Regions from separate parts of the Arachis hypogaea genome. Here region 1 is linked to region 2. Evidence: chromatin contacts called from public Hi-C data. All regions are on one chromosome and are shown on one strand. The core of a region is the stretch at or near the end of the contact, and the rest is flanking DNA. Distances in the headings are between cores, read along the strand shown. Region 1 has its middle 13 kb from the start of LOC112798336. Region 2 holds the start of LOC112795843 (DUF21 domain-containing protein At4g14240-like).

Evidence for each region. A called contact is a pair of places that touch in the nucleus more often than the background predicts.
Region 1: a Hi-C map of an unstated tissue shows a contact between it and region 2, with 10 times the contacts expected there. The contact joins the enhancer-like site here to the promoter of LOC112795843 in region 2. A contact is called at or near these places in 4 of 8 Hi-C or Micro-C datasets (leaf and an unstated tissue).

What each region holds. Positions count from the first base shown.
Region 1 is chr4:4,043,684-4,047,083 of arahy.Tifrunner.gnm2.J5K5, forward strand. No RefSeq gene overlaps it. Among protein-coding and RNA genes, the nearest start is that of LOC112798336, 13 kb to the right of the region's middle. Within about 2 kb of position 1,873, at least 3 of the 3 cell types and tissues checked have open chromatin away from gene starts, as enhancers often do.
Region 2 is chr4:3,979,984-3,983,291 of arahy.Tifrunner.gnm2.J5K5, forward strand. LOC112795843 (DUF21 domain-containing protein At4g14240-like) reads right to left here and starts at 1,931. Exons shown (of 13, transcript XM_025838028.3): 1 at 1,564-1,931; 2 at 1,391-1,467; 3 at 879-962; 4 at 670-783; 5 at 93-176. The coding sequence starts at 1,807.

The DNA.
Region 1 (3,400 bases), core at 623-3,122, 64 kb after region 2:
ACAAATTATATTAAAATTTTAATTTTAATATATTAATAATATAAAATATTTTATATAATTATTTAATTATATTATTTTTATGTATGATTATTTATGCAATTAATATAAAATATAATTATTTTTATTAAAATACAAAATACTACTTTATATTAATAATATATTAAAATTAAATTCTTATATTAATTGTACACTTATTATATATTGCAGGCCCCATAAGTCATATTTTTCTCTTCATTTTAAAAGTAGAGCAAAGCTACCTACATATATAATAAGATATATAACCGGCCCCTATATATCAATATATATGAATCACAACCATATATATGCTATGCAGCACAAACGAATTTCAAAGGATTCCACTCGATAATGATAATATTATTAAAAAATAAAATAAAATAAAACGTGGATATGCAATTTAATTTCGACATCAAATTAAAATTTATAAGAATTTTTCTATCTTGATATAAACGTATATCTCGGTGTCATATGTTTGTGTCATGTTGGGTGTTTTTCCAACATTATTCCCCTTCTTTTCACGCTCACGAACGGTTAATTTTATTTAATTTTATCCCTTGGAATTTAAGTAATTTGTAATACGAAAAATTATGTTGTGGCTAATTATTTAGTTCTAGCAACGAAGGTGTGATCCAATTAACACTTCCAAAGCCGGTCTCGTTCTATTTATATATAAAAGTTAGGTACTCAATTCTAAGAATGTCAACGGGACAGAACGAGAGTGAAATGGGAAATGTCTCTCTATTTTTTGTTTCTGCTTCTAAAATTAATCTCCGTTTTCGTTTTGTTTTCCGTCGTGGAGTTATTAAGTAAGTTTAAAAATTTGGAAAATTATCAAAAATGGAACGGAGATTTTCGCTCGGGTCTCCGCGCCTATCTCGTGAAAATTTCGCTCCTCATCTCTATTTCAACGAAAAAAATTTCTCATCATTAGGATCCCATTTGAGATAGTGCCGACAGGATCCCCGCCTCCTAAATATTGTTGACACTCCTATTCCCCTAATCTCCTACTCAATTCTATTAATTTAAGATTATATTTAGAGATTATACAAACTTAATATATATATATATATATATATATATATATATATATATATATATATATATATTGTGACAAAAAGTGGAACGGGTTGTAATTGACCCGATCCATTGGTTAACTAGTAGTTGATTTCACGAATTTCCGTCATTAATATGATTATTATTATTTCAAATATGACTTTAATTGAACTGATGAGTTTGGTACCTAGCTATCTTGTTCGGTTTTATCAAATTCTTGTGCCGTTTATGTCTCAAATCTCAATATGTTGATTTTTTTCAGCATCTTGTTGGATGGCTGAAAGACATGGATGCCTACATATATCTATGTAACTAATATGCCAATTAAAGTGTATAGTTGCTTGGTATGACCTAAAATAACGAACACTCATTTTCTTGGCAGGCCAAATATATAAATAAATAAATAACCAAATAAAACTCAATTAAAGCTTATACCGTCATACTATAGTTCTTAGTACTTACTAGTATAAACGTGCATGCTTCATCTACAAATACATATAACCAGTCAAGTCCTTTTTTCTTTTTGGCAGGAATTAATCATTAAGTATTTGAAAAATACTAATCTGACAATTGAAAGTGGGATAACAATCAACAACACTATACATCTAATATATGAAATGTGGGATTGTGAAAGTTCATATTTTATTTGTCAAATGAGCATTATTCTGATTTTTCAACTTTAGATATTGTGATATTCCAATGATCCAGAATTCATCAAGATTTTTTTTTTGTCAAGAGAATTCATCAAGATTTTAGATACTCACAAAAAAAATAAGGAGGCCTACAGGCCCATACCGTCCTCTGATTTTACTTTTGGGCTTGACTCAATGGGTTAATTGAATACTCTCGCTTCTTTTCTTATATTTATAACCTCTCAATGACAAAAAAAAAGTTCACATCCAAAAAAAAATAACAAAAAAAAGTTGTATGTGTAGTGTGTACAAGAGTCCAGAGTGCACCTCATTCAATGACTTGTCTTCTTGAAACACTAAAATTAGTAGGGTTTTGTTTGTGTTGCTTCAATTTAATTATTCATGTTGATGTATATTCAATTATTAATTATTCTCTACCGGTATTTTTCGATCTTATAAATTAATGACTAATTTATAACAGATGTACTCTTTATTTAAAGATTTATTATTGACAAATAAATTATTATATGCACAAAATAATATGTAAAACTAATATTTACTTGAATGAATGAATACACTAATTATTTAATTGATTCAAATTGATTTTTATAAATTTTTAATCATATACTTATCATAAATATGATGTATGATATTTTTAATTTGTGAAAGACCATGATAACTCAATAAAAAAATGTGACCACAGTTTAATAGGATTGGCCTCTTATGCGGTTTTTTTTTTTTGTTTCTCACGGTATTTTTCGGCCCGACAGGGCAAGGACTAATCCGTCGCGGTACTGAGCTCTATTTAAGAGTTTGTCGCTGGCCAATAGGTTACTGCATACACAAGGCGGGATTCGAACCCCCGACCTTGCTTAAGCGGACTAGTGAACTAACTACTAGACCAACCCAACTTGGTTCATTAATAGGTGAATTAGAGCATATAAAAATTTGTAATAAAAATTAACAAGATATTAGAGTGAGGTCCTACATATGCATGGGCCATGGTGTTCATAGTTGGTATTATTATTGTCCTTCCAATTTATGCAAGCTGTGGGTGAAAGTGTCAGTCAATAATGGGATAGAAGGTCTTAACACCGACTCTATTGGTGCTCTATCTCTTGGAATCCACTCATTTGCCCAAGGCCCAAGACTCAAGGCCCAACCATTTTTAGGTTTTTATGAAGGTTTGTGTCTTTTAACCATCTTTTTCAGATTTGATATTCACTGAAAGATGAGAATGGAGTTTGTTTGTTTGAGAAGATCACTCACGTTGTGTATCTTTACAGTACCTGAAGAAGGAAATGGATCCTCTCCAATTTTTTCAATACTTAAAGAAATACAGTGTGATCTCTTACCATTAATTTTATAAGTGGGGCCAAAATTAAATATGAGAGAGAAAACAATAAAAGGTAAAAGATCATAATTAACACTATCTAGTTTTTTTTCACGGGAGAAGATCCACTCCCCCGAAAAATTAATCATTGAGCTTTCAACTTGATGGATACCTGGTGCAAACAAAAAAAAATAAACTATAAAGAACTTCTTAATTATTAAAGTATTTTTAAATTTGTTAGTGATAAAAATATCTCTAAAATATTTTAAAGTATGATAAAACAACTCAAATTAAATATATATTCTAAAAAAATTAAAATTAAATTTTAGTGTAATTGTTTACAAATATAATTAAAAAATGATAT
Region 2 (3,308 bases), core at 681-3,180:
GATCAAACACGATGAAGGATTAACAATACCGGTACATTCGGATAACTTCATCAATGCTGGTATGACTGATTCCATCATTAAGGCAATTGTACCTCCTTGCTGTGGATGGAGACGAGAGCTTTTAACTGTGCCCGCCTAAATAAAGCCTCATTATGTCCCAACAGGAAATCTAGAACCTGGGAAAAAAAAAAGATCAGTGAGAAAAAGGATCATCTGTAGGCATGACTAAGATAAATTCTGTCATTGTGCAAGTTAACTCTGCCTATGTTGTGCTTTATCTCAAATCTTTTGCAAAGCCAATCTAAGAGGAGATTCGTATTAAACAGTTGACAACCAGCATAAAACATTTCCGCTCTTCATGGACAGCATCAACAAAACACAAGACTTGTGAATTTGACTTAATCGAAAAGGAATTAAATAGTGCTCATTTGCTAGCACACTAAGCATAATACATCATATATCTATATGAAACTTCTATCAAAATTTATATAGAAATATTTTGAGATGATATCTATTCATTTCTACTTGTTTGTTCTTTTCTCAGTTATAATATACTGGCTAAATGATTATCCAATGAAAATTAATTTTACAGGTTAATGGATATATCATTGAGATTAACACTTCTGAACACAAAAGAATTGGTACTTCAGCCTATGAATGATAAGTCACCTTTCCAATGGGATAAGCAATTGGGTAACATATTATCATTAAAACTCGCACAAGAGATACGAAGTTGGACCCTACAGCAAGCCCATATCTACTGCAAATTGCCTGTGGAATGACCTGAAATCAGAGGGAAAAAGTAAGATTTGAAGAAAAAGGAGAAAGAATATTCATTGGACAAAAGTGTTGAAGCTAAATCGCTGACATTGACATACCTCCCCAAAAAACAGAACAAAAGTCACAGAGAGAATGATGGCAACAAATTGATTGAACAACTTATCCAAGTATAACGGAAGCGCCTGCAGATTACAACTTTCAAAGTCAACGTAAGCGTATGTATGCATTAAAAATATCATTCAGATATTTGAATGCGGGTCACTAAGCAATGACTCCAAAATCCAAAAAAATGCAGATTCCACATGCAGAGCAATTCCAATTCATCCATCATCAAAACCATTTTAAACGAGTGATCCAAATAAGCATAGCACATAATAAACCATAATGTGTCTGATCCACATTATAATATTGTATTATATTATATTATATTATGATGGTGTTCTATTTTTTTCTAATTTAATCACTTCTACAGTTCTGTTCTACCTATAAGTATAAGCTCTCCTCAGTGATTTTGTCCAATAAACCACCACATTCTTGAACTAACAACGTCAATATTCCAAATTCCAGTGAAAAATCTAGCATGAAAAAGAAGGAGCATTAATTCAGTTACCTCCATGGCAGCTGCATTACACAGAAGCAGAGTCACCAGAAGCTGGTGTTGTTTCTTAACCACGGGAATTATAGTCGCTGTACACAAAAGAAAAAAAACGCAAAAATCACATTGAGTATTCGAAAATCTCGGAATCGGAGAAATTGAATGACGCAGGCAACGAGTAAATGAACCTGCTTGCTTTTTCTCGGTAGGAGAACCACTGCGTTGAAGGATCTCGAGGTCGACGAGGCCGAGAGACATGAGACCTAGGGTTAATCCGGACATTATTCCGGCGAAGAGAACGAAGAAGCACGAGAGTCCGGCGTAAATGAACCACCACACCGATCCGAACGGAATGCCTCCCTCGTGGCCGCTGAGTTGGTTCCGAGTCAGAAACCGAGTCACCATCAACGCGTTCACCACATTATTCATCATTCTTCTTCTTCTTCTTCTTCAGTTTCTTTTTCTGGTTCTTTAAAGTTTTCTTCTTCCTTCATAAGCTTTCGTTCGTACTTCAGTTTGCAGTTGCAACTGACTCGTCGCTCGTTAGACACGTGGCGCGTTTAGGAGGCGAGGGACGTTTTTTGTTAGGATGCATGGATATTCCACTTGTTGACGTGGACCAAAACGGACGATCACGGAGGCCTTCCATCTCGCCATTGACGAATCCTGGCCGTTAAGTCTTATATCATCATGGAACACGGAGCCCAATTATTGGGAATCGACTTTCTTGATGCTACTTTCAGATTTTGTTCTTCCCTTTTTCTTTCTTCTAGGCCTGTTGGGCCATTTGTGTAGGAAAAAAAACAATTTGTTTTTGGGTCATAATAATACCACACTCACAAACTCATAAGTCTGTCTCTCATCAAGCTGCACTAAAGTTCAAATCTCAAGAATGGAATATAGAATCCTTTCTAATATGTATAGTAAGGATTGTAATAGTAATATCCCCACAAATATTTTTAATAAAGTATGTTGAATTAGGAGTTTTGTAACTATTCTACTCGTCGAATTATAACTCATCAAAAATTCAACTTGTTTCATTAAAAATATTCTTAGACTAAACTTGGAATTATGATATGACTATTACAATTCAATGATATAATTTGCACGTTACAAATCGACTTAATGAGTCATAACTTATCTTAACGGCACAATTTATAACAAAACAGCTAGTCGAGTATTATAACGGCCGAATGCAATATAATTGCCTTTTAATAGCATAATCATAATCAATGAAACTGTAAAAACACCTCTTTTTATATAAAGAAGGTAAAAGTATTTTCCCTAGACACATTGGATTTCGAATACTAATTTAAACATTGGAATGCCTTTACAGGTACTCACCCCATTTTATTTGTTTTCTCCACAAACGTGATACACTTTCGGACAAAAAGTTCGAACCACCAAAACTTGTAAATTTAGTGTTGAAGGCTATAGTTCGATACGACTCTTAAGAGCCGAGTTTTTCTCAGGATATCCATATGCAAGAATAGTAATATCTTCATCGTTATTCATCAACAATTTTTTTAACCATGCTTACACGTATATTTGAACATTTTTTAAATATATATAAAATACTGATATTCTAATAGTTTTAACTATTGATCTCAATTATAAAAAATATATAATATATTAATTAAAATTAATGGTTAAAATGATTGTAACACTAATATATTAAGTAGATTTGAAATTTTTTTAAAATTTTGTTGTTTTCAGTTTCAAGTCTAATTTGAAATAGTGTGACAATAAGTGGAACTTTGACGTGTTATAGATTTTACTAGATTGGAACATCTATGTCAAAGAAAATGAGGATTCACATTCAAATATGGAGAAACACAACACCACATGAAACGCATGGCAGAGTATAAAAATGTGAGCTAAAATTCATATGTCAAGTCAATTGTATTACCGTGGATACATCAATGATGAGATA